Regions from separate parts of the Capsicum annuum genome. Here region 2 is linked to region 1. The links are chromatin contacts, called in public Hi-C maps. All regions are on one chromosome and are shown on one strand. Each heading gives the region's core, a stretch centred on a gene start, on an enhancer-like site or on the middle of the called end of the contact. The rest is flanking DNA. Distances are from core to core; before and after follow the strand shown. Region 1 has its middle 19 kb from the start of LOC107875886. Region 2 overlaps LOC107871344 (a long non-coding RNA gene).

Region 1 (2,935 bases), core at 257-2,756:
ATTGGTATCAAATTATAGAGTAAAAATATACTTATTGTTTTTATTTTTTTTTAAATTGTTATTTGTCTTAGCTGGGCGATTAATAAAAAATAACTATTGTATATGCTTGCAAAGACTATATGGATATATGAACACTGCATATGCATGCATAGATTCCCCTTCTATCTTGTTGTAGAAGTGTATTAATGTGGTATAAAAGAGTATCTATTGGGTATATGATCCCCTCTTTCTTTTTTAAAAAGTGTATCAATGTAATATATAAGTGTATCAATATGGTATAAAGTATATCAATCTAACATAAAAGAGTATCAATTGGATATATGAACATTGCATATGCATAGATTCCCCTTCTATCTTATTATAAAAGTGTATCAATGTGGTTTAAAAAAGTATCAGTTGGGTATAGAATTCCCTCTTTCTTTTTTAAAAAGTGTATCAATCTAATATAAAAGTGTATCAATAATGTATAAAAGTGTATCAACTGAGAATAGAAACTGCATGTGGTCAACTGGGCAAATGGCTAAAAGAGGAAAATAAATTTAGCCGATGGGCTAAAGTTGTCCACCTTTACAATTGTGGGTCATTTTTTTTAAAATGGTCAATCCATGTCCTTTTCCCTACAAATAATACAAGAGTTAGAATTAGAATTGGGTCCTTAGTTATGGCATCAACAAAGCTGCCCACTTTTGGGCTTGGAATTATGGGCTTCAGTCCATTTTCCTGCATTGTACATCAGCTGTATACCAGCCCGGTTTTCTCCACGTTTTTCCTGTATATCCAACGTATATGTGACTGTATTTCAGTCACGTATACATAACTTGGGTCCTCCAACTGTATGCCAACTTCACTTCCTCGTTTTATACTGTATATCTGCTGTATACACGCGTAGTTTCTTGTCTCTTAGTCTATTCTTGGGACTTTGGTCTTGAGGTTTTGACTCGAGTGATTTTGGGACTTGGCCCCGTGGATGTTGATATAGAGTCCGATGGACTCGTAACAGAAGTTCATGCATAGAAAATAAGATAATAATTATCACCGTACCAAACCAAATAAATTTAGGCAAAATTACAAGAATTTACACAGTACCACAATTGAAACATAATCCATAGACGGACTAGGGAACAAGGCGGCCTTTAGATTATGTAACTTCTAAAAAGGGGTATTTTCTAATTGAGATGCATATCTAATTGAGTTGAATTTTTGAAGAATTTTGAATTCCAAAGTGAGACAAGAAGGAGGGCCGTTGGAAATTAATTTCTTGCCGAAAATGATGAATCAAGGATTGAGAGAGAAGAAACCCATTTAATTTTTGCCATAGACGGCTGAACGGGGGGGGCAAAAATAGTAAAAGGGCGCCTGGGTTCTGGTCGCCGTGGTTGATTGCGTTGAAGCCGTTATAGTTGCTGTTGAAATTGTGGTATGGTGTTCGCTGGGTTTATAACGTTGTTGTCCATATTCTGTTGCTATTTTCTGTTGTACGTTTGTTGTTAACGACACGTGTTAAAGGAAGGGCAAAGAGAGAGATATGTGTTGGGCCGGGTCGGTTGATTTTGCTGGGCTGGGTCGGTTAAGGGGTGTTTGGGCTGATTTTTTGTTTTAGGCTATTTCATAAATAGCCTAAATGTTAGGGCCTGGTTTAATTAAATTTGAAAGGGGGTGTTGGAAGTTAGGCTAAAATAGCCCCGAGTTACAATTTTAATCAACTTATTTAAATTTTAATCTCATTGAAAATTAATTTAAGCAATAAAATTATACGATCTTGTATACATACAAAATGTATAACCGCTACTTAAAATTACAAAATTATTCAGATGAATATTTTTTAGAAGAAATTTATCCAATAAAATAAATATTTTAATTTTATTTTTAACCGAAGAAATTCAGAATTAAACTTAGTTGTGGAAGGTTAAAAATTAGGTGTCAACAACTATATCAGTTTTAAATAAAAAAAACATGATTTTTTTCTTTTTTTTTTAAAAAAAAATTACGTCTGTTTGAGGGGTGAAAATAATACATTTTAAAGATGTTAAGGGGGTAAATAAACAGAAGTTTAGTTTAAGTGCTAAAGTAAGTTGTGCGGACAAGTACAGGGGAAATGATGTCTTTTCTCTAGATTTATACGTAATTCTTTACATTATTTTTAATACTTATATTTTTCAAAAATTAATTTCTTACCTCCTATCTCTTTAATAAATTTAGTCTAGCTGGTTACCACATTTACGGATCCTGAAGAGCACCTAACCTCTTCCCTTTGAAATAATTTGAACTCTTACCTAGAATCTAAACTGATTTTTGTAGACTAAAACATAAATCACACGTATTAACAAATAAATAGCTTTTTATTTTATCTTTCTTAAAAACTAGGTGGCGACTCCATACAAATTTTAATTCTTTTAGAGTCCATAAGTCATGTTTTGTTTAACTTTGATAAAAACAGTGCATGACAACAATTAACAATTTAAAATTTTTAAAGATCATACAAAATCACATAAATTGGGACAGAAAAGTAATTTATGTTGGACCCGTGCTTGTACGATCTCTTGTGTCTAGTTAATATGTAGATTTAGAAAAAAAATTTGATGAAGCAGTGTCGCTTGACATTTCTTTGGACAAAGTGGGTCCATTACTGCGAATGCCTCAGTGAGGAGGTGTGAGGGGCTAGTAGAATAAGTAGATCAAAAAGTACAAGGAAGAGGTGATTAGATAGAATATGATGCAATTTTAGCTTAGAGAGTATATAATCGTATATAAGAGGTTGTGGAGGACCTACATTAAGGTAGAGGGTTAGTAAGGAGCAGTGTGTCATCTCGTTGTCTGCCATACTAGTATTTATATTATTGCTCTGATAGTTTCTTGTCCTTTGATTTATGTTATTATTTGTTGTTGCTTGTATTTCGACTATCATATTATTGTGTTATACAATTATTATTCTGTT
Region 2 (2,936 bases), core at 28-2,527, 68 kb before region 1:
TTTCTTCAATCGAACTTCATCATCTTCATATGGATCGTAATGATTTCTCTTCAACTTAACTCTATGATTTCTCCAAGATTCTCAAATTCTTTCCAAAACCCAGTTTTCTACGGCATCAGGAATATCATATTTTGCTTACAAGTAGTTTCTATTCAGATAGAAATAATGATATGTATCTTGATATTCAAATGTCAACATAAACAACACAAAAAAGCTGATAAAGCTAGAAAATGCAGCCACCACATTCATTAACACAGAACCACTCAACTGAAAATATATCAAATATATAATGAACCAGTCAACTAAAAATATATCAAATATTCAGAACTCAAACCTGGGTATGCTCCCATAACTCCTGTATAGTATCCATATGTCTCCAATCAAATATATCTAATGGGCAAGGGTCGCTTTCTTTGCCAATGTCCTTAGAAAGCTTCCCAACTTGGTTACAACTTCATCTGTAGGACCAATAGGTTGGTTATTCTGGTTTAATATGGTCAATTTTTTCTCTTGCCGGCCATATACCTTGTGCATTTGTGTTTTGCATCTTGTTTTGCTAGTTGAAGGCCCTTCAGCTATAAAAAATAGAAGAAATCAGAGGTCATGAACGAATTCAATAAGTTTCTAAGCTATATATTACCTTGCGCATCAGAATGTTCAGTTGTTGTAGGAGTGGCTGAATCTGTCATTTGGACCTGATCCTCTACATGTTGCTCATTCTCTGCATCTCTACAACATGGTGCTCCACTACAGATTGTTCAATTTGCTAGATGGTGATGTTGGTGGTGCTGCTTGTGGCTTCTTTTGTTCAATTAACTTTAGAAGATTCTCTTTCTCCGATCGTATAGCTTGAACAGTTTTCTGTGTTGCCAGCATACGTCATTTTCATTTTCTATTTGCCATGACTGATAACGATCCAGGTTTACTAAACGTCCTGTTCTTTGCTCTTTTGCTATTTTTTGAAGGCTCTTATTGATTCATTTTATACAAACCTGTATAAATTTAAGATGGAACAAGAAAAATTAATGAACATATAAGACAGCCAAAACTGAATAAATCGAAAGGATAACTAAAATATGTAACTATAATCATCCAAATTGCCATAGGCAACACGAAAAGACCATCAAATGAAACAGAATCAAAATAAGCAAGGAGTGGTGATGACCAAACCGCAAAATTGCTCTGGCTAAGTTTCCGAGCCCATGAGAAAGAATACGTGATAGTACAACTTTAATTTGCGTCTATATCCCCTAACCTACCTCGTGTACTGTGCCCTCACCTCGAGGCTCCTGCTGAAGCCCCTTTATCGTATTCCCCTTTCTCTTCTTTGGCAAACTCCTCAATCAATTGACGTTGTCTTGGTGTCAAGTTTCCGCACCCAAGTTGCAAATTTAATTATTAGATCGAAGAATATACAGGAAGCTTCACAGGTGTCCAGTAGATGTATTAAGAATTAATTTAGAGGCCACCAAACTATAAAACCTCCTACTTTTCTCAAGATTAGGCTTAGAAAAGAGTCTAGGATAGTAAAAAGTGCAGTAATTGACAGTCATTTCCACATTTTACACAAAGGGAATTTACGTGGGAATGTTGACATTAAAGTGGACAAACTAATCTCCAAATGAGTAGGAATTCCGTCCTTTTATTCCTGCACAAGCACACAGAAGTATTATAAACTCGAATAGAAATTTTATAATGTTTTGAGAGTCAAAAAAGGTAACTAACTAGGTGTACACTAAAGAAAAATGATTTGAGAAGCTGGCAGGCCTTGCGAACTACGTAGTTATTTGTTTATTACACAACGGACTGTAAATTGATACAAAGGTAATTTCAAGTTGTTACCTTTCTTTTTTAGGACAACTTTTTTGCCAGGTTGAGTGCCAGCGCGAATCTGCAAACAACAGGATGTCAAAATTTGGGCAGTAAAATTAGTTCCTCCTATGTTTCCTTATTCAAAAAAGCAAACTGACCCACGTAAAGAACCTTAACGTTCTAGCAATGACCATTGCTTACTAGAAACAAACCAGGAACTACTACTCAGAACTCAGATAATGTTGGGTAAGAATGATTTGAAGACTCAAAAATTGACACATACTATCTTATGCAGATTGAACAAGAAAATATAATGTAATTTATGCCCTAAACATTTTCATGTTTGGAAATTTTCTGACCTAGTAGTATGTGGCAATTACAGTTGGACTAACAAAATCACTCTTAACCCAAATAGAAAAGGAATTAATAACTATCTGGATACAGATCTACAAGAATGGAGCTCTCCTAATTTACCTATTTCCAGTGCAAAATATTTCATCTACTTCTTTGCTTTAAATTTCCATCTCAGGAAACTTTCTGGCCAAGTGGTATTTTGGCCGTTGCTGCTATAGAGGTCAAATAATAACTATGTCAGAAGATTCTTCACTAAACTTTAAAAAATTGACTATTTTGGCAGATCCTTGCTAGAACTTTGGCAAAATGAAGTTTTTTCTCCTATCAGTTGATATCCTTCAAAGGAGTAAGGATGTGCCTTAGCATTATATTTCACGATAATATCATGCTGCTCTCACTTTTCAATTCATAAAATTCCCATTTTCTCAGCCTTTTATATGACATATAATTACAATGAATGGATACAGAGGATACATCCTATCCACAAAGTGGTATAGATGATTTAATAGTTCCGCCTATAAAACTTCAGAGATTATATGTGCATCCTCAGACAAGAACTGAACAAAACGAGAAGTCAGACTAGTACTTGGTAAATCATTTAAGAAATACAAAAACCAAGACATTACCAATGTATTGTCGAATCCATTAATTCCAGTTAACATTTCAGACTAATTTATACATTCTACCACTCCCAAGCACAAATCAAGAGAGCACAACGACCATATTATGTATATGCTGAAATACACATTTTTTCCTACCAAAGCTTCATT

Evidence for each region. Hi-C and Micro-C count contacts between places; a contact is called where the count stands out from the background.
Region 2: a contact with region 1 is called in a Hi-C map of leaf, with 3 times the contacts expected there. The contact joins two enhancer-like sites. A contact is called at or near these places in 3 of 5 Hi-C or Micro-C datasets (leaf and placenta).

What each region holds. Positions count from the first base shown.
Region 1 is chr1:28,930,237-28,933,171 of UCD10Xv1.1, reverse strand. No RefSeq gene overlaps it. Among protein-coding and RNA genes, the nearest start is that of LOC107875886, 19 kb to the left of the region's middle. Within about 2 kb of position 1,506, at least 5 of the 5 cell types and tissues checked have an H3K27ac peak or open chromatin away from gene starts, as enhancers often do. A contact at or near this core is called in leaf, where this site is marked.
Region 2 is chr1:28,998,197-29,001,132 of UCD10Xv1.1, reverse strand. It overlaps LOC107871344 (a long non-coding RNA gene), which reads right to left. Exons shown (of 8, transcript XR_007052960.1): 5 at 1,843-1,891; 6 at 641-1,648; 7 at 335-575. Among protein-coding and RNA genes, the nearest start is that of LOC107871344, 16 kb to the right of the region's middle. Within about 2 kb of position 1,277, at least 1 of the 5 cell types and tissues checked has an H3K27ac peak or open chromatin away from gene starts, as enhancers often do. A contact at or near this core is called in leaf, where this site is marked.